Regions from separate parts of the Mus musculus genome. Here regions 2, 3 and 4 are each linked to region 1. The links are chromatin contacts, called in public HiChIP or PLAC-seq and promoter capture Hi-C maps. All regions are on one chromosome and are shown on one strand. Each heading gives the region's core, a stretch centred on a gene start, on an enhancer-like site or on the middle of the called end of the contact. The rest is flanking DNA. Distances are from core to core; before and after follow the strand shown.

Region 1 (5,069 bases), core at 372-2,871:
TGTTTTAATACGAGTTCTGGGGATGGAACGTTGGTCCTGGAGCTGGCACCATTTCATCCCGTTTCTTGTGGTAGCACTCTTAATAGGAGCCCAGGCTGGCCTTGAATACATGATCCTTCTGCCCAAGCATCTATTTTTTTTTTCATTTAAATTGTGCTAGAAATGGAAGCCAGGGCCTTGCTCCCACTAAGTTACACACCTGGCCTTTATTGTTTCAACTTTCTCATAATGTTAAGTAAACATCAAGATATTGAACAGCCCCATCTTGCATCTTCCTTCCAAAGATTTCAATAAGAATATTTTTATCTCATAATATGAAAACAATGTCGAATGCCCACCCAGCCCCAAATTACAGAGTGTGCAACAGAGCTTAAACTAGCCACGACTTCCATGGTTCTTAAAACCTCCTCTACCTTCATCTTACAAGCTCCCTGCTAGTTCTGAAACCTGGTCAAGGAGCCAAACATGCTAGTTAACAAATGGGATCTAGATCCAGCTTCAGCTAGCCACGCAATCCTATTTTAATAAGACAACAATTTTAAATATTTTTTGGTTGTTCTTTTTTTTTTTTTTTTAACTAAAGCCCATTATCAGGCTGGAAAGCAAATGTTTCCCTAGATGGCAACCTCCCGGGACCCCGTAGTGAGTCAGAGAAGGTAGGCAATGAAACCTGGGAAAGTGCTACAAAAGCCCTACTCCGTCCACCTTCAGGCCCCGCCCACCTCCCATATGTCAGCGCAGGACCGCCCGCCCACTAAGTTCCACCCAAACCCTCCCTTACCCCCCACCCCCCATACACTAGGTCCCACCCACAGAGTTCCACTCAGACCCTCCCTATTAGCCCCTCCCACCAGGACCCCCTTCCACGGTTCCAATCCGCCCAATGAGCCCCGCCCAGACCCTATTCCGGTTACGCCCATCAAGCACCCTCCACAGACCTCCGCTTCGCCCCACCCACCAACCTTGCTCAGACCCCGCCCACCAGGCGCTAACTACTGAGCCCGGGGTTCGCCCGGCTCACTGCTCAGACCTCTGATCAGTCCCCAGATCCGGCTCACAAACTTACCCAGCCTCTTTATCGACGCTCCTCCCCGCCCGGCCCACCCTGTCCTGGCTTCACCTTCACTTCCCTCCTCCCACCGGGATTGCTTAGACCCTGCCCATCAGGCCACGCCCCAGAGCTCTGCTACGGCCGGCCCCGCCTACCCGCGTGCTGTGTGGACAGTAACTCTTGCTGAAGATCATCACCCTGTTGCCCTCGATGAGGTCCCGCAGGCGGCGCCGCAGCTCCTCGCGGGCCTCAGAAGACGGGCGGCTGGTCCCAGGGGAGGCCAGGCGGGCGCGGCGGCCGGGTGGCGACGACATGAGGCCGCCACGGACAGCACCCAGGCGGCGGTTGGGGAGGACTCCAACCTTCCCCAGCCCGGGCGAGGTCTGCGCCCGAGGAGGCGGCGGCGGGGACGGTGGCTTCTCCAGGGCTTTGTTGTCGCTCCGGGCCGAGCCGGGCCTGCTGAGGAACCGGGACGCGGGCGGCCGCCTAGGGGACGACGCCGGCAAAGCCGCTGAGAACTTGAGAACGCTACGCACTGGCCGCGGGCGCACCGGACAGCTACGGGGCCACGCCCCCGACCGCGCGACCCACGGAGAGGGCCCGCCTACCGACCGGCCACGCCCCCGGGAAAACTTTGCCCCACCTCCAGGCCTCCACAGGGCTAAGCTACGCCCCCTTAGCTCAGCCTGGTGAGCCTGCAAACTACTCTGTCTACCACCCAGTGGCACAGTGGCAGTCACTTGCCATTTTCAAAGGTGCGGAATCAAGCTTGTATGCTCTGCTCTTCTTGTAATTACTGTTTTCATTATCGTTTTACCACAGTTTTTGACACCCAGAGGCCTCTCTACAGTTCCTTCCGCTCCTGATTCTCCACCAATCTCAAAATAGGTGCTTTTCAGGAAGGGTAGATGTCTCCACTTTATTTCAGAAAATGTGACAAAAACCTTGTCTAGGAAATACTGATTCTTTTTTAATTTGCACTACTGAAGCTGAATAAAAATTACTATTGCAATTCAGTTTCAATATGAGGTTCCTAGGTTACTACCTCCCCAACCCCTCAACCCACACACACCCTCAGCAATTCACTGTGACAGTGTACTGCTTAGTTTTTGTCAACTTGGAGCATACTAGAGTCACCTGGAAAGAGACTCAACTGAGGAAATGCTTCCTTCAGATTGGCCTGTAGGCAAGCCTGTGGAATATTTTCTGATTAATGATAAATGTGGTGGCATCAGGCCCACTGGGGAGGGGGTGCCACCCTTGGGCAGGTGGTCCTAGGTGGTAAGAGAGCATGCTGAGTGAGCTATCGAGAGCAAGCCCACGAGCAGCAGTCAGCTTCTGCTCCTTCTTGGGTTTTCTGACTTCCCCCAATAATGGAGTGTGACTTGGGACTTTTCCCAAATAAACCCTTTCTTCCTCTAAGTTGTTTTTGGTTAGTGTTGTTATCACAGCAACAGGAAATAACTAGGGCACAATGGATTCTCAAGCCATCCCCAACACAGGAACCATTTGGAAAGAAGGTCAAATAAGAACAGGCGGTATGCAAACATTTTATCAACTGAGCCCTCTCCCTGGGCTCACGTTTTAAAGTTATTGCTGTAAGCAGCCCTTCTGAAGTTCAGCTTCCTGTAAATGAGCAGAGGCACGGACTCTAATTAGTGGCCACTGTTAGTCAGTTAGCTGGACTATCCTTAGCACCTGTGGTCTGGAACGCCCACTCCACAGAGGCCTTGAGGAAAACTGCATGGCCAGTGTATCTGGTGCCTGTCTGAAGGGCAGGCTCAACCAGGGCTGCTTCAAACATTTGAGCCAGACTTGTTATCACCAACCCTTGAACCCTAGAAGACCCTACTAAAACTCAAATCTTTTTCACTTGCAACCCTTTTTAACCTGAATGATTTCACATGATCTCAAAAGTACATTCAACAGATTCACAAACATTTACTGGTAATAAATCATAATGAATTTAATTTTTAGGAAAATCTTAGGTACCTTTATAATTTCACCCTTTATTAAAGATGAGAGCAAATTTACATTCTAATGAGATGGATGGATAGGGTTGTTTGTTTTTACATAAAACAAATCTTGGCTGAAAATTCAATACCATAGAAGGTAGAACATTGTCACTGTTTTTCATAATTGATCAATATTTTAATTTTATAATTGTCAATACCGAGAGTGTTGCTTTGCATAAATACAAAGAGTGTTTAGAGCTATCTTAGAAATGGTTGGAAGTTCTGCTCTAATCCCAAGCCAACACTCATTTAACATTTTTTTTTTATGAAACTTAAGTATGCAGCTCAAATAGCAATTTTTGAAATCAAACATTCTAACACAATACAAATCTAAATATATACTAATTTGTTCCTTACATGCTGAGGAACGCTGGGAGGAAAATATTAAAATTCTTTGTTTTCTGTAATTAAATCATTCGTTTTTATAGCAACAGAAAAATCTGCTGTAGACTTAAGAACACTGCCTTGCACAGTATTGCCGTCTTCCATTCTAAGGCATGGTGTTTCAGGCAGTGTTTGTGGGCTGTGTGCAGGTTTGATGGCATGCACAGGGCAACAGGCGCGCATGCATTGTGTTTGAAACCGAGGCTGTCTCACTGAAGTCAGGTAACAACACTGGCAAGGCCTAACTGGCAGAATCACCTTTGATTCATTGTGTTTTGATTTTGAATTGGTTGTTGGGCTTTCACAAACCTCAGAAAATGTAGGAGGGTAGCTCTCGAATGTGTGGAGTACATGTATGTATGCCACATGTATACAAGGACCCATAGATGTCAGCCGTGGTGTCAGACCTCCTGGAACTGGAATTGCAGATACTTGGAAGCTACCATGTGCATGCTGCGAACCAAACCCAGGTTCTCTATAAGAACAGTGAGTGCTCTTCGCTGCTCAGCATCTTTCCAGCCCCCTTCAGAAACCTTTTACTGCTGTCAAAATTGTCATACACCCCACATTTTGTGTCATGTCACTTGAGGTCATGACCCACAGCTTAAGACCCTGGGATCTGTTGGAACCTGTTGCAGGCCTTGTGCATGGTGTCATAGTCTCTGAGCTCATATGTGCATCAGTCTTGTGCCTAGAAGACGATGTTTTCTTGGAATTGTCCTTCACCTCTGTCTCCGACAATCTTCTGCCTTCTCTTCTGCATAGAACCTCATAGGGAGGGGTTTGCTGAAGCCATCCCATTTAGAACTGAGTGCTCCAATGTCTCTCTCTCTCTCTGCACATTGCCCTGTTGTGTGGGTTGCTGTGTTAATTACTATCCACTACAAGAAAAAGCTTCTCTTTTGGGGCAGTGAGCTGCGCACAGACAGCCTGGTCTCCAGTCGAGCAAAGATCTAGAACCCCAGGGGACCCGATGGGTGATGATTTTCACCTACATGGAACGGAAGGTGTTCGATCATGTCTCCTGGACCCCTGGCTCCTGTCCAAGTTACTGCCCCCACAGCCCCCACAGGAGAGGTGTGTGACTATTAGTCACACAGACAATATCCCAAGCTCCTGGCATTCTGGCTAGACTCCACCCCCACAGTTACAAAATAGCCCAGCCCACTATAAAAAGAGCTGCTTGGCCCCCTCCTCACTCTCTTTAAGGCCTCACATTTCTTACTCTCTCTCCTTTCCCCCTTCTTTCCACGTGGCCATGGCTGGCCTCTCTCCCTCTTTCTACCTTCTCTCTTCCCCCCCCCCCCCCGGCCTTTCTACAATAAAGCTCTAAAACCATAGACTGTCTCTGCTCATCAAGGCCCGCTGTGCTTGAACCATGGGATAGACTTTCCCCTAACGGACCGTGTCTAACCTCCCACCAGAAGGCCTTCCTACCCTCCAGCCATGAAGACTCTCGCCTGAGTGGGAACCACCCAGTCCCCCAACCCCTGCCTTCTCCTCCCTCAGTCTCAGGGCTGAATAACACCCCCCAAGCTCCCAATTGTTCTCAGCTCTTCCAAGGTATCCAACGTAAGATGCCCAAGACTAAGAACCTGTTACCTAGGACTGCCCCTTGT
Region 2 (4,620 bases), core at 2,043-4,542, 390 kb after region 1:
GGTGTCATCTTTTAGGGGGTCACAAGCCAGACAGAAGTGGCTAAGAGAACCTGGCATGCCCAGCAGAGGTAATGGATTATAACTGCCAATGGCCCTCAGAGTCATCTACCATCAATGCCCTTGGAGTGTTGTGACTGTTCCTCCTACCTCCTGCAGTGTCTTGGGGATGACATGAGGGTCCACCTGGGTCACCCAGAACCACCTCTCTACCTAAGGGTCCTTTTAGTAACCATATGGAACCTCCCCCCGCTTTTTTTTTTTTTTTGACTTGCAACATGTCTGGGGGATTGGGATATGGACATCTGTAAGGACCATAGGCAGACCAGACAAACAGAACTCTAGCCTTGCCTCCCCCCCAGCACTTCCTGCAGGCTCACTGCCTCAGACTTCAGTCATGGTCAGCTTTGCTCCCTTTCCCCTCATCTTCTCATGAAAATCCTCTGGAAGAACCTGGTGACTCTCTTCTGAACCATGCCTACGTCTCCCACCTGCTGCCCAGTTGTGAATGTCTCATTCAATGGCAGACCCTCAGCAGGGCCTGTCCAGCCTAGGCTGATGCCCTCTTTGTCTTACTGGTCTTATAGTTGGCACGCCCCCTCCCTTGCAGGGTGCATGGAAGCCCTCTTGCATCTCTTTGCCCTGGCTGTGCACACCCCAGGTGCCTCCCCTGCCCTCTCCAGGTCTCCTCTCCTGGAATTCAGTTCCTTCATCTGGCTCCCACTGCTTTCTGGTCCCAGTGTGATGGGCTGTAGGGCTAGTGAGCTTCTTACCTGTGTAGCTCAAGTGGCTACAGTCTGGCCTCACCCTAGACTGCAGGCATCACTGGCTGATCAAGTGAACGTGAGGCAGAAGTCAGCGGGAGCTCAGCAGTGCCGGGAGGAGGATGCGGCTGTCCCTTAGGTATGAGATTGGCCTAGGCTCCAGGTTGTTTCCCTTTAGTGGGGGTGGGGATTGGATGTAGAAAGCCTGGAGGTAGGAAAGGGGTGCAATAGGAGGCTGAACCAGGCAAAAGGACCATGTGTACACACTACAGAGCTCTGATGTCAGGGCCTGACTCTTGACTATGAGGAAGAGGGATTTGACCGTGAGGAATGCTGTGTTTCACTTGGGCTGTGTTTGTGAGCGTTGTGTGACTACGTGAGTATGTGTTCTGAAGAAAGTTCTGGTCACTCTTTATGTGTATGATCATGAGCTTTTGGGAGTGTCTGGGGTGTCATTTGTGTCCACGCCTGTGTCCTTGGGTGCCTATGAATACGTATATGTGTGTGTGGAGGGGGGGGTATCCTTATCTGCCTATGTCTCTTTCAGAGACTCTCTCTATGTGCCTGGGTGCTTTGTGAGGAGGTATGTTGGATGTCTGTTATCTGGTTATCTGTTACCTTTGGGTCTGGATTTCCATGGATGTCTATAAGCATGCCTGTGCCCATGAGTGAGTATGTGTGTGGGTCTGTGTCCTGCTGTGTGCCTGCATGCTCCAGTGGGTCTAGGTATCTGTGTATGTGTTAGTGTATGAGAGACTCGGTGGGCATTAGAATAGTCATGTTTGTGCATCTATGCGTAGCTGCCCCAGGCGTGTGTACAAGCTCCGTCTCAACTGCGCTGCTTGGCCTCATCACAGTATCCCCTTAGAGGGGAGTGTGTGTGGCTCTTGCTAGTGAGCCCTGGGTCCCAGCCAGGCCAGGTAAAGCAGAACATGTGGTCTGAGGCAGGTCTGAGGAGTAAGCACACCCTTGGTCCCGTACATCCTCCTGTCACCGTCACGGAAATCCTGTGGCCAAGCCCAGACTGGAAATCAGCCAGCCCAAGAGCTCTTGAGCCCAGCACCCTCCTCTGTCCCATGCTGTCACCAGGGCCACTTGCTCGGGTTAACTGATGGCAGTGAAAAACCCATTAAGCGCCTGCTTCTCCCAGTCATTTGCTATCATAAGGCAGCCTGGCTGACACACGCTGGCTCTCCTGCACATAATTGGAGAAAGTTTTCCCGTCACCCCTTTCTCCGTGTGGCAGCGCTGGCCCTCTTGGGCCCCTCTCTGCCATCACGCCAGCTCTTCTCTCCTCCTTCAGAGTTTGACCTAATTTCCACTCTGTCATTTTCTCCTCCACGCTGTGTCAGTTTCCCTAGGAGCTCCCAGGAACCCCAGTCCCAGCTAGCCATCTGCTCCTCCTTTCTCCTCTCTAGAGGGGATTCTGGTATAGCTTAGCCATCCCTGGGGGACTCAGGAGCAGCCCTGCCATGTACTAACCCTGACAGAAGGCAGGTTGGATGGCGATGGAACTCAGACCTGTCCAGGTAGGGTAGCTCATCTTAGATAAGAGCAGGCCCTAATGCTGGATGCTGGACACCTAGACAGCTGCTTTTGCAGAAGTGGGCAGCTTGATTCCAGCATGCTGCATCCCTGGCTTTCTGGGTCCCTTTAGTAAGCTCTGAACCTCTTATAACAGCACCGCCGCTCTACCCCAGGCCTCTCTTCCAGGTTCCCATTGCCATGATATCCTGTGGCCAGCGTAGTACTCCAGCCATCCAGATGGACTCCACTCTGTGTGAGGATCTGAATGAGGCCAAGCTCTGGGGAGCACATGAGTAGTACCCCACCCAGAAGATGAGCAGTGTCTGTCTCAGAACCCCTGGCCTGGGATCCGGGCCGGGGCCTCAATACACACAGTCACACAAATGGAGAAACCAGGCCTTCCGTAGACTATCTGCTTCCCCTATGAGCTGGAGACAGAGCCACCGTAGGCTCAGTCTTATCCTTGGAGTCCCTGGTAGGTGGAACTCCAGGGTGCAGGTTTCTAGAGACTTGTGGTCTTTCATGGTGTTTAACTTTAGTCTCCCTGATTCTTAACCCTAACCCAACCTTGGGGGAGTTCCCAAGTTACCTTCGGTCATGGTGTTTTAGAGCAGTAATAGAAAGCAAACTTTAATTTACTTCAGTTTATAACTAGCAGTCGACCATGAATTGAAGGCAGAGCCAGTATCCAAGGCAGGAACCCAGGGGCAGGAGCTGAAGAGGCTGTGGAGGAACACTGCTTGCTGACTTACTCCTCAGGCTGACATCCAGGTACATTTCTTCGACCTCCCAGGACTACCTGCCCAGGGGTGCCACCACTCATAGTAAACTGGGCCCTTGTACATTAACCATTTAGAAAATGCCTCACAGACTTGCCCACAGGCTAATCTTACAGCAAGCATCTTCTCAGTTGTGGTTCCTCTTTCCAGATAACTCTAGCTGAGTCAAAATAACAAAACTAATCAGGTCACCAGGCCTTAAGTCATCTGCCACAGCCCTGCCCCGCCTGCCCCAGCTCCAGCCCAGCTCTTCTCGTTGTTGCAGACACTGCAGAACAACAGCTACAGCTACTGTAGAAAGACTACGGTGCCTTCCTGGGCTCCCAACACTAATCAGCCAAGGCTGACCTGGAAGCCCAGTCAGGTCTGGCTTTCTTGAGCACAGAAGTCTATGTCCACCTAGGTGAACAGCAGCAAGATGAGAGAGGAGCCTATCTCAAGCCAGCAGCCTGCCTGTGGCATTCCCAGCCTCCTCACCCTGACTCCAGTGTCTGCAGTTCTGCTATTCAAGCACCGCCGCCCCCCCCCCCCAGCCCAATATCCTGCTCCTAAACCAGCCTCCAGGGAATTCAGGGTCTGGACCCAGCCCCCCTGCTTGCCCCTGGCCAAAGGTTCTGTAGCCACACAAGGACTTCATGGAGCTGCATGTCCCTTCAGGGTTGACACATCCCTTGTGGCATGTGGTATCATCATTATACAGCATTCCAAAGCGCAGATGCTGTCAGGAGCACTGGAAGAGTTTTAATTAGTGGATAACGTTCAACACTCCAGAGACTTCATGTGAAGTCATAGATGGCCAACTTCTCTGGAACCACTGGGAACAGGAGCCACACTGGCAAGTGGCAAGCCTGTGCTGGGTGGAATTGGTACTTAGACAGGATGTCATTACGTGAGCCACAGTTTCCTGACTTCCTGCAGTAGGCTACACCCAGGCTGGCTTCTGCCTGCACACCATACCGGTGTAGCCCTGTTGAGTTTGCGTGGTAGCCACTGGGGATGGCTACACATCCTCCAGAGGACTGACCTGTAAAACTGTCCATCCACGTATTTCCTCTACTTCTCCCTGGGCTTAACTTTCATCACAGGCCTCTGCGGTCCTTCTTTTCCAGAAGGGGTTTATTACTTACTCACATTTGGAATAGGCCCGGCCTTATGACTTGGTTTAGCCAAGGGGCACTGGGAAACATGCATAAGAACTTGCTGTCTGCAGAGGCTGCCATGGAGTGAGCCAGCCAACCATTGTAGGAGGATGAGAAGCTGAGGCTCAGCTAGGGAGCCTGGGCGTGAGCAATGGCCCCATCTATTAATCAAGGTATGGGAGAGCCTGGTAGAGCTGGGTTAGGTCTGTACCCAGATGCCCAGAGCTTGGTTCTTTTGAGCCTTAAGCTTCTAGACGGTGTGTTACATGATAGAAACTTGCTGATTCATTATGTTTATGTCACAGGTCAGCTGATTCTGCTGGAAAAAGGAAGTTAGGGCTCCTTTTCACGCTGGCCTTTTCCAGTACCAGCAGAGGATCTCAGGGCCCCTCTGGTTCTGTATGATGGGGTTCG
Region 3 (4,560 bases), core at 1,172-3,671, 470 kb after region 1:
GCTTTCCAAGACCTGATCTCAGCCCAGAACTCCTGCCTCTTTCTCCTTCCCTAGCCCTATGCTCTGAGCCCCCAGCCCAGCCCCTAGAACACCTTCATACCTCCAGTTTTCAGGGTTTTACCCGGGCGCCTTCTCTTTTAAGTCTCCGTGGTTCATCTGAGCTCTCCAGAAACACCCCACACGGTGTCCCTTTGGCCAGGGTCCATGCTCTACTGTCTTAAAGATTTTCAGTCATAAACCCCTTAGCTCTCATCCACAGTCTTAAAACAGACCCTTGCATTCATCTTCACTGACATATCTGCAAGATGCCCTCCTAGAGTTTTGGTGTTGTTCTACTCCATCAGAAAAGGCCATTTCTACCAGCTTCTGTACTGGCCCAATAGCGTCTCATACCCCTGGTTGGTCAGAAGCAACCTACCTCAGGAAACCTTGCTGTGGTGGGGGGCTGTGCATCTGAGCCCTCCAGCATAAAATTTACAACCTGCCTCAGAACAACTCTCAGCCAGAATCGGACCTCCAGAAGACAAAGAGCAAGAAGTGTAGCTTGAGAGACTTTCCCAGTACTGTGGACTCTGATGTATTCTCCCTTGGTTCCCAGATTGTCAGGAACTGTCCCCTGGGTGCTGCCTCCCAATTCTTAAAGTTTTTTCCCCCAGGGCATTCCACTGTGCCAAGGTGGTGACAGGACTCTCTATTGTTGCCTCTAAGAAAGGACCCCATCACCTACCCCCATCCTCTATTTCTGCCCTGTCCTGCCCTGCCCTCAGATGTCAGTTCTAGCCTTTCAAATGATGTGAGACCACCCTCCCAATGCCCTATAATGTGTCCTTCCCCCTTAGCACAGACCACTGTCACTCCTGGAATCACCCTGCTGCATTATGCAATAAAGTGTTCTCTACTTTCTGGTTCTTGTCTCATTTCTTTATACAGGGAATTAGCATTGGCGTAGAAAGAAGAAAGGAGGCTGGAGGGAGGGAGGCTGCAGGAACCATCACTCTTTTTCATGTGCTTTAAATGACTTCTCACTCATGTGATTGTTTTTTACCTGCTTGTTTGAGACATAGTGTCTCTACATAGTCCTGGCTCTCCTGTAATTCACTCTTGCAATCATGTTAAGCTTGAACTCAGAGATCCATCTGCCTCTCTCCCCAGTGCAGGGATTAAGGGCCTGAGCCACCACACCATACTTTATATATTGATTGGTTTTTGTTTTGTTTTATTTTTTAGGGTTTTTGTTTGTTTGTTTTTTTTTTTTTTTTTTTTTTTTGATTCGCCTGAAACATATTTGGTGTCTCAATGTTTTGCACTTTTTCAAATGTCCTTTTGGAGATTCAACAACCTACCTCTAATCTACATGTCGTCCATGTAAGAGCATGGAAAATGGAAGATTCTTCCCTATTCTGTGTCCTTTGGCCTCATGACCCAGTCCTCTCCTTCTCTGGGATTGGAGCCTATTTGGGGGCACAGGAGGAGGCAGCAGCATGCAGGTGTATAGTGAATCTCAGCGGAGACCTCCAGCTTTGCAGGCTAAACAGCTACCAAATGCTCAATTCTTGCAATCTGAGGCAGCCCATCTTGGATTTGTAGCACCCCAGCCATTGAGTCATTTGAAGGAAAGAATAAATCTGTGTACACACATATGCACAGAGAAGCACCCAAAGTGCCTCTCCTGAAGGCCTCACAGGGTCACTCAGTTTCAGGTAGGAACACTTTTACCTCTTTCTCCTTCTTTAGCCTTGACTAAAAGTGCCAGTGTCTTGTGGGATAAGCTAAGCAGAGCTAGGCCTTCAACTCCTGTATAACCATGTCCATTGAACGATTGAGTCTTGGTGTCCAGGCCATATCCACCACTCACCTTGAGACTATACCAGTGGCCACAGCAGTCTTCTTGTGGCAGACAGCCATAGACACAACTTCTAGATCTAGGTAGGTTCAAGGCAACACCTCCTGAAAAACAGAACCAGACTTTGGTGTAGAAACATCACCAGCATAGTGTTAGGAAGCCCAAGTCAACAAGACGGGTCACACAACACCATTTAAATGCACCTTGCAGGTTTGATTTATTGTCTGTTTGTTTTGAAACAGAGTGTTTCTACATAGCCACGGCTTTCCTGGAATTCACTTTGGCAATCAGACTGAGTTTGGACTAAAGATCCATCTGCTGGGATTAAAGTCCTTACCCACCCTGTCCTGCCTTACATACTTTTTTTTTTTTTTTTAGGATTCACCTGAAACATGTTTGGTGTCTCAACATTTTACACTTTTTCAAAACTCACATCAGAGATCCCAGCAAGCCTACATGTAATCTATATGTAAGGCTGTGTAAGTACAGGGACGATGGAAGCTTCTGTCCTCTGCCTGCTACCTTTGGCCTTTTGACCTAAGCTAGCCAAGCAGCCTAGCAGGTACAACTCAGGTGTAACCATCTCCATTGAGTGATTGACTCTTGGTGTCCCAGGCCATACCCACCATGCATCTTGAGGCTATAAAAGGGCACACAGCAGCCTTTTGTTTGCAGACTGCGGTAGACACAGCTTCTAGTTCAAGGTAGGAGTCAGGGCAAGCCCTCTCAAAGAACAGTCCAGAGACTTTAGAGAAGTTTTCTCATCAGCATGTTGTGAGGAAGGCCAATCCAGGAAAATGAGTCACACAAGACACACAGCCTGTTTGGTAATCTAGGAAGGTTCTTTCTCAGCCTGTGGAGGTAGGCTCCTTCTAGGGCAGGTTTTGGTTGTGCTGAGTTGAAGAGCCCTGTCTTCCCATCCTATTGACTAGAACTCTGAGTATAGTGCCGTGCTGGGGCTGGGGGAATGAATGATCTAGGTCCTCTCGAAGCTCATGCGTAGCAGCGAGGTTCCCACTGGGGTTTCTGGTGGATGACATGGGGGGATTGTAAAAGGAATGGCACCTGGAGGATTGTGCTTTACCCCTGTGGTTCTCAGGATGGATCCCTGGCTCTCGCCCACTGGAGGCCCTTGGCAGACCCTGAGCCCTCAGCTCCTTTGATCCTATGACTTTGTGTTGTAAGAAAGGGTCTCTCAGAAGCAGGCAGGCTGGCCTGGGATCTAGGCCTGGAGCTTGTCCTATAGGTCAGGTAGATGATGAACTTGGGGTCCTCCTGCCTCAGAGGTTGTGTTTAGGTGCCCAGACAGGTGTGGCTTCCTGGCTGCTTTGGGCATTGGCCCCTGCAGTGACCCAGTCCCACACCCACAGGCTCTGCCCCTGACTCTGGTCTCCTCTTCAGTTTTTCATCTCAGAACAGCTTCTTGGTCTTGGCCTCTTCTTCAAGCTCTTACAATCATCTTTCTCTCTTCTTCATAGACAGGTTGGAGCCCCTAAGGGCCGTCATGATGGGTGACCAGAATGGAAAATGCTCTCAGACTCCCAATTCAGACAGCCTGTTCCCTTCAGAGATGAATGAAGAAGCCCCAGTCGCAGAGCCAGTGGGAGGGAGAGTGCTGGAATACACCAATCTATCTTGTGATGTTTGTATGGCTGCTCACTTGTTTGTTTTGATAAAGATTCTGTCTTCATAGACCTGGCTGTCTTTTAACTTACTGTGTAGAGCAAGGTAGTCTTGTACTGACAGACCTAACTTTCTGTGTTTCCCTATGCTTGCCTTAGAGGACTTTGCTTTAATGTTCCCTATGTTCTCCTTTAATTTCTTCTTCTTGCCCTCTCTTAGTAGTTTGTGGACTTTTCCTTGGGTGCTTCTGTAATTACTATGTTTATTGCTCAGACATGAGCAATGTTGCATAGACTTTTAAGATCAGTCATGCTTGGTTTCTAGGCTTTGACTGTGTTTTTCAGTTATTTGGAGATTCTTAGTTGAAAATGCTCATCCAAAATATTCAAGTATTGCTTCACTTATACCTGTATTAGTTTCTTTAGTAATTCTCTGAGAACATCTCATCACCAAGGCAACACAGAAGGAAGAAGTTAATGATGGTGTCCAATTTCTGAGAGATAATGATTTGTAATGGGAAAATTGGAAGATTTGGCTGGGGCAGGAAGCTGGGAGTTCACATTTCAAACTGCTATCAGGTAGCAGAGACAGTGAACTGGGATTGGAATGAGGCTTTCTACCCTCAATGCTCTTCCTCTGTGACATCTTTCCTTGATCAAGGGTACATTCCTCTTACACTTTCCCATGAGCACCAACAACTGGTGACCAAGTATCTAATCATCTGAAGCCTGTGGATCATTATCATCCAAACTACCTCAAATGCTGTGCTGGCTAAATTTAAGTCAATTTGATACCTGCTAGTGTCATTTTAGATGAAGAAAGTTCAATTGAAAAGATGTTCCCATCAGATTGGCCTGTAGGCAAGCCTGTGATGCACTTTCTTAGCTGATGATTGGTGTGTGATAGCCCAGTCCACTATGAGTTGCGTCTCCTCTGGACTGCTGGTCCTCCTGGTAGAAGAAAGCAAACTGAACAAGCCATGATGAGCCAGCCAGGCCTCTGCTTCAGTTCTTGCTTTCAGGTTCCTGCCTTCGGTTCCTGCTCTGACTTCCTTCAGTGATGGAGTGTAACCTGAGAGTTTTAAGGTGAAATAA
Region 4 (4,637 bases), core at 450-2,949, 340 kb after region 1:
CCAGACACGCCTCCTCATAGACACGCCATACACATACTTATATACACACAGGTCTACACCTCCACACACACTCCTCCACAAACACTCACACACCATTTTCTCCTTAAGAAAGGAAAGAAAAACATGAGAAGAAAGAGAACTGCATCCCTATGTGCATTAGAAACAGGCTGGGCTCTGTGCATTAGTTACTGTGTTGTCGTGAGAAAATGTCTGACAGGAGCATCTGAAGGGGGGAAGGTTTACTTGATCTCAGTTTCACTCGCTTACAGCAGGGAGGGCAGGGAGGAGTGGCTGTGTGTGGATGACCAAGGGTGTGGCAGAGGCTGTTTACACACAGGACCAGGAAACAGAGAGGATACAACCAGGAGGATGGCTATGACAACCAAAGACCTAGCCCTACTGACCCACTTCCTAATGTCTCTTCAACCTCCCCAAGCAACTCCACCAGTTAGGGAACAAGTGTTCCACTGATGAACTTTTGGGAGAGACACTTGAGATTTGAACTACATGAGCTTTTGGGGGAGACACTTGAGATTTGAACTACGACTACGCAAACACTATTGTGCAACTTGCCCAATTGCCACGTTCTGGCCACGTCCTCACAGCACAGCAGATGGCTGGCTTCATCTGGGGCTTTCATACAGCCCTTCTTTGTCGGGAATGGAATTAGGGTCCCCTATCTTTCTATTTTATTTTCCCAAATACTTTGAAAGTGGAGCTCAGAGCTCTTTCATGTGGAGTAAATTCTGCTCTCAGGCTTTGGAGGAAGACCTCCATGGAGGCCAGAGCCTGGGTGGTGGTAGGTGGGGGTCCCCTGGGACTCAAGACACCTTCTGTAGTGTCAGAGGCTCAGCAAACCAGTCTTCTGCCCGTGGTGGCTGCTGAACTGTAGGAGGAGAGACTGGGTGGGCCTTAGGCCAAGGACAACTCCCACACACTGTGGCACGGTGATCCCGAGGTACCACGAACCACTCAGCAGGAGCGTCCCAGTGAAGCTCCTTGAACAGTCCTTAAAGCTGTGGGCCATCCAGGGCCACCATCAACTTTCAACTTCCCTTGATCCTCCCACTGTGAAGAGCAGCCACGGATGGAGCCAGTGACATGAAGGGTCCCAGAGAGACAAAAGTTAAGAATTCAGCAAGACCTAGGAATAGACACCATCATGTCTGACATGGATTTAGAAAGAAGAGATTCGAGATTTTAAGAAAGGGGAGAGTTTTCACATGTAGAGAATGGGAAAAGGTAAGAAGGTAATGTTGAAGATGGAGAGATAGAAACCATGCAGCCAGTGGCGTCCCATGGAAGGCTGCAAAGGAGCAGGGATTAAGGAAAAGACTGCTTAAGGAGATGAAACTGGAGATGGAAAATGAGGGTCAAGGGCTGAGATGCTACGAGTAAAAATGCGTTTGCAAAATGGAGAGAAAAACACAGAGGCAACCCAGCCTGTTCCAGGCTAAGCCGCCTGGCCTGGGGAAGGAGAGCAGACCACGGTCAGCTGCGGGGAGACTACGAGAGAGATCGATGGTGCACCAGTCAATAAGACAAAGCCGAGGTAACAAGCTAGAAAGCCACAGAGTTCCTCCTTCCTGTGAAGAGGAAAACTTCCTGCCAGAACCGACCCTTCTGGGCAGCTGGACCCTGTGGCCTGCATCCTGTACCGCAATGAGTTCTTAGAACTGGCTGACTATGAGTCTGCTGATGTGCCAGCGTCCACAGCCCAGCAGGGATGTGAGCAGTTTCAGTTCCCTCGGATCCTAGCGACATCCACTCAGGTGAAGTCAGGTCCTTGACTACACCCAAGCAAAAAAGTAATTTGGAGATAAGCCAGAGTGAAGAGAGTTGGTGAGTTTCTAAGCAGAAAAGAAGATGACAAGAGGACACACTTCAGGCAGCAGAGCAGTGTTTGGAGGGACACATGGGAAAAAGACAGGCTACACCCAAGCAAGGCTGTAAGGCACTCTTAGGAGAATTTAGAATGGTTTCATTTGATCCTGGGGTTTACCAAGTCACTCACCCAAAGGGTGTGCTTTACAGTAAGGCTTAAAGATTAACAGTGTTTAAATCTAAGCATAGAGATAGGCACTGGCTCACTTTTCTCTTTCCTGAAGGAGTAAAATTACCAGAGAGCCCCGTTTTGCTTTAGATGAGAGAAACACTCAGCGTCAAACTCCAGGTGACAGACTTTCTGTCCCCATACAAGCAGAACGTACTGTTTTCCACAGCCTTGTGAGAGTTGTCTCTGAGGAAAGCAGGCATTATCTCTGTGGGCAATTTGATTTTATCGGTTCTGTTGAAGCTTCCGAGTGCTCAGTCAGCAGGAAGGCAACCTGGGCCCCAGGATGAGGGACTTCTTCCATTCCTCAGGCCCCTTAATTTCCCACCTTCTGTCTTCCATTAGCATCTAAAATTCAGAAACTTAGGTTGGGATTTGGATGAGCCCAGCAGACGGTAGCTAGAAGCTGCTCCTCTCCTGTGCCGTTCAGTGCAAGACAAGGACACGAGAGGCCTTGTCTAGACCAGGGCCGAATGACAGCCAACATCACTGCCTTGGCTTGTGCCAGATACTGGGCTCAAACTTCCTCAAAGAGAAAATATCCAGGGAGCACCATTCTCCATGCCGACCCCCACCCCTACCACTACGCCACCTCCGTCCCCCACTCCCCACCTCCACACTGACTCTCCACCTCCCTGCTCCTGAAAGATGCATAGCTTCTGAAAATTTCATCAAAACACTGGCCTCTGGTCACAGGCATGAGGAAGCCGGGGGTGGGGGTGGGGGTGGCAGTGGTGGAGTCCAGGCATCCTGCTGTTGATCAAGCCGGACTGCCCAGGATGTTGCAGGGGTGGGGCCGGGTGGAGAGCCTAGTGTGTACATTGCAGTGGGGAAGGGGGCAGAAAATATGCTGTACCAGCTTTCTGGGTCCATGGGCAATGTAAATGGCAATGTGGGTACCCGGTGCAGGAGGCACAGGGGACAGGACATTCAGGGTCCCAGGCCTGTAACTGCCATGGTTCCATTTACTCCTTACCCTGGCACTTGGTGGATATTAAAGAACCAAAATCATGCCCTTAGGTGGCTTTAGAATAGGTGGTATGTAGGGAACACACCTGTGTCCCCACTGTGCGGACAGAGACCTCATTCCCTTGTCTGAGCTGATTTGAAGATATCAGCTATTCCTCAAAGTGTGCCTGCAGTGAGCAGGGTACAGCTTTAGGTCTTGCCAACAGAAAGAGCCTGCCCAATTTGGTAAGGAAAACCATTCAAAGAAGCATAAAGAGGTTGCCTTCTTTGGGCAGGTTGTTCTGTGACTAGAGCACAGGAGCTTGCAAACATGCATATGCATGTATGTGCATGTGTGTGCATATGAGTATTTATGTGTTTGTGTTCATGCATGTGCATGTGTTTATGTGTCTGAGTAGATGTGTATGTGTGAATGTGTGTGCATGTGAGTGATAATGTGTTGTGCATGTGTGTGCGTGCGTGTATATGTGTGTGTGTGTGTGTATGTGTCTGCCTGTCTGTCTGTGGAGAAGGAAGTATAGTATAAGTATAGGGTCCTGTGCCCTCTGGGTTGCTCAGGCATCTCTCACAGATCCGGAGGAAGGGACACCTGGGCAAAGGCTGAGGACAGGACAACTGACCAGAGTAGGTGCAGGGTGGTATGGCCAGGCTGTGCTCAGGGACTAGTCTTAGAAAGTTGATTGCTAAGACTGGGTACTGCCAAACATGTTGAGGCCTTGAAGACCAAAGGAGGGGCATAGCACAGCTGTGTGGAGAGGTGGGTCATAGAGGTGGGAGGACAGAAGTGGCAGTATGAATCAGGCACCTCCAAAAACAATGGTCCCAGCACTACTCTCAAAGACTACTAAACTGGACAGATGCTGTGGGTTGGGCTGGGCTGGGCTGAGCCTGACTGGGTAGTGCGGTTCTGCACTAGACCTTCCAAAGCTTAGGAGCAGGCTTACCGTGTGCAGAAGCTGTGTGAGGAAAGGCCGGCTGGGAGGAAGGGTCCTAGGTAGGCAGAACTTTCCAGGAACCTTGTGGGTATAAGTGAGGGAGATCCTGAAGCCAGTTTTTCTGTCCACCACCCCAGATGGGCATGAGGCCACAGAGCTCACGTGTGGGGCAGTGCGGTCAAACTGGCCATCTCAATGCCTAGTCAGCAGATTTCAAGAGTGGCCTCTGCCCTGGAGGGCACAGTGGGTGAGAAGGGGACTGCAGACAGAGCTACGGCATTTGGCATTTGGAGCTGTAAGAGGAACTGATGAAGGGTTCAGGGTCATTCACCACGTGGCCAATAGGGTAAATTAGGGCTGAGGCCAAGGGCAGCCAGTTGCACCAAGGAAGGAGGGGCTCCCGTGGGTGCTTTGGAGCCCAGAGCACCACGCAGACTTTTCTTGCCCAAGCAGCCCAGGGATTAAACTGACTTTGTTGGGATTACAGTTGCCAATCAAGTTCAAGTACATTTTTAAGAGCTTAATTTGCGGCCCTAGGTTTCAAATAAAATCATCAAGTCCAGTCGATTAAACTCATTAAGGCGGGCAGCCTGGCTGGCGTTTACACCACCATCAGATTCGAAGAATTAATTAGGGGCTGTTATCCTTTGTCGGGATTAGTGGTGCTGGCCTCGAGGCCC

Evidence for each region. Promoter capture Hi-C pulls out the DNA fragments that hold promoters and counts their contacts. HiChIP or PLAC-seq counts read pairs in DNA pulled down with a chosen protein or histone mark.
Region 2: an H3K4me3 HiChIP or PLAC-seq map of the 230-238 cell line shows a contact between it and region 1, with 11 read pairs. The contact joins the enhancer-like site here to the promoter of Txnrd3 in region 1. A contact is called at or near these places in 8 of 39 promoter capture datasets (the 3T3-L1 cell line, the C10 cell line, the HPC-7 cell line and 4 more), 1 of 15 datasets of contacts at CTCF or cohesin (large pre-B cells), 7 of 484 Hi-C or Micro-C datasets (the HL-1 cell line, LSK cells, the N1E-115 cell line and 3 more), 9 of 115 datasets of contacts at active chromatin or transcription factors (the 230-238 cell line, bone marrow-derived dendritic cells, bone marrow-derived macrophages and 5 more) and 2 of 9 other capture datasets (adipose tissue and embryonic tail).
Region 3: a promoter capture Hi-C map of liver shows a contact between it and region 1, with 2.2 times the contacts expected there. The contact joins the enhancer-like site here to the promoter of Txnrd3 in region 1. A contact is called at or near these places in 12 of 39 promoter capture datasets (the 3T3-L1 cell line, 3T3-L1-derived adipocytes, the C10 cell line and 8 more) and 3 of 115 datasets of contacts at active chromatin or transcription factors (the 230-238 cell line and large pre-B cells).
Region 4: an H3K4me3 HiChIP or PLAC-seq map of the 230-238 cell line shows a contact between it and region 1, with 12 read pairs. The contact joins the enhancer-like site here to the promoter of Txnrd3 in region 1. A contact is called at or near these places in 7 of 39 promoter capture datasets (the 3T3-L1 cell line, the C10 cell line, the SN4741 cell line and 3 more), 1 of 15 datasets of contacts at CTCF or cohesin (large pre-B cells), 3 of 484 Hi-C or Micro-C datasets (the G1E-ER4 cell line, embryonic stem cells and pro-B cells) and 4 of 115 datasets of contacts at active chromatin or transcription factors (the 230-238 cell line, bone marrow-derived macrophages, large pre-B cells and 1 more).

What each region holds. Positions count from the first base shown.
Region 1 is chr6:89,640,540-89,645,608 of GRCm38.p6, reverse strand. Txnrd3 (thioredoxin reductase 3) reads right to left here and starts at 1,621. Exons shown (of 16, transcript NM_001178058.1): 1 at 1,207-1,621. The coding sequence starts at 1,476.
Region 2 is chr6:89,256,978-89,261,597 of GRCm38.p6, reverse strand. No RefSeq gene overlaps it. Among named protein-coding and RNA genes, the nearest start is that of Gm36735, 14 kb to the left of the region's middle. Within about 2 kb of position 3,292, at least 80 of the 459 cell types and tissues checked have an H3K27ac peak or open chromatin away from gene starts, as enhancers often do. A contact at or near this core is called in the 230-238 cell line, the HPC-7 cell line, the N1E-115 cell line and 4 more, where this site is marked.
Region 3 is chr6:89,167,277-89,171,836 of GRCm38.p6, reverse strand. No RefSeq gene overlaps it. Among named protein-coding and RNA genes, the nearest start is that of Gm1965, 29 kb to the right of the region's middle. Within about 2 kb of position 2,421, at least 3 of the 459 cell types and tissues checked have an H3K27ac peak or open chromatin away from gene starts, as enhancers often do. A contact at or near this core is called in liver, where this site is marked.
Region 4 is chr6:89,297,078-89,301,714 of GRCm38.p6, reverse strand. No RefSeq gene overlaps it. Among named protein-coding and RNA genes, the nearest start is that of 4930512J16Rik, 14 kb to the right of the region's middle. Within about 2 kb of position 1,699, at least 10 of the 459 cell types and tissues checked have an H3K27ac peak or open chromatin away from gene starts, as enhancers often do. A contact at or near this core is called in the 230-238 cell line and pro-B cells, where this site is marked.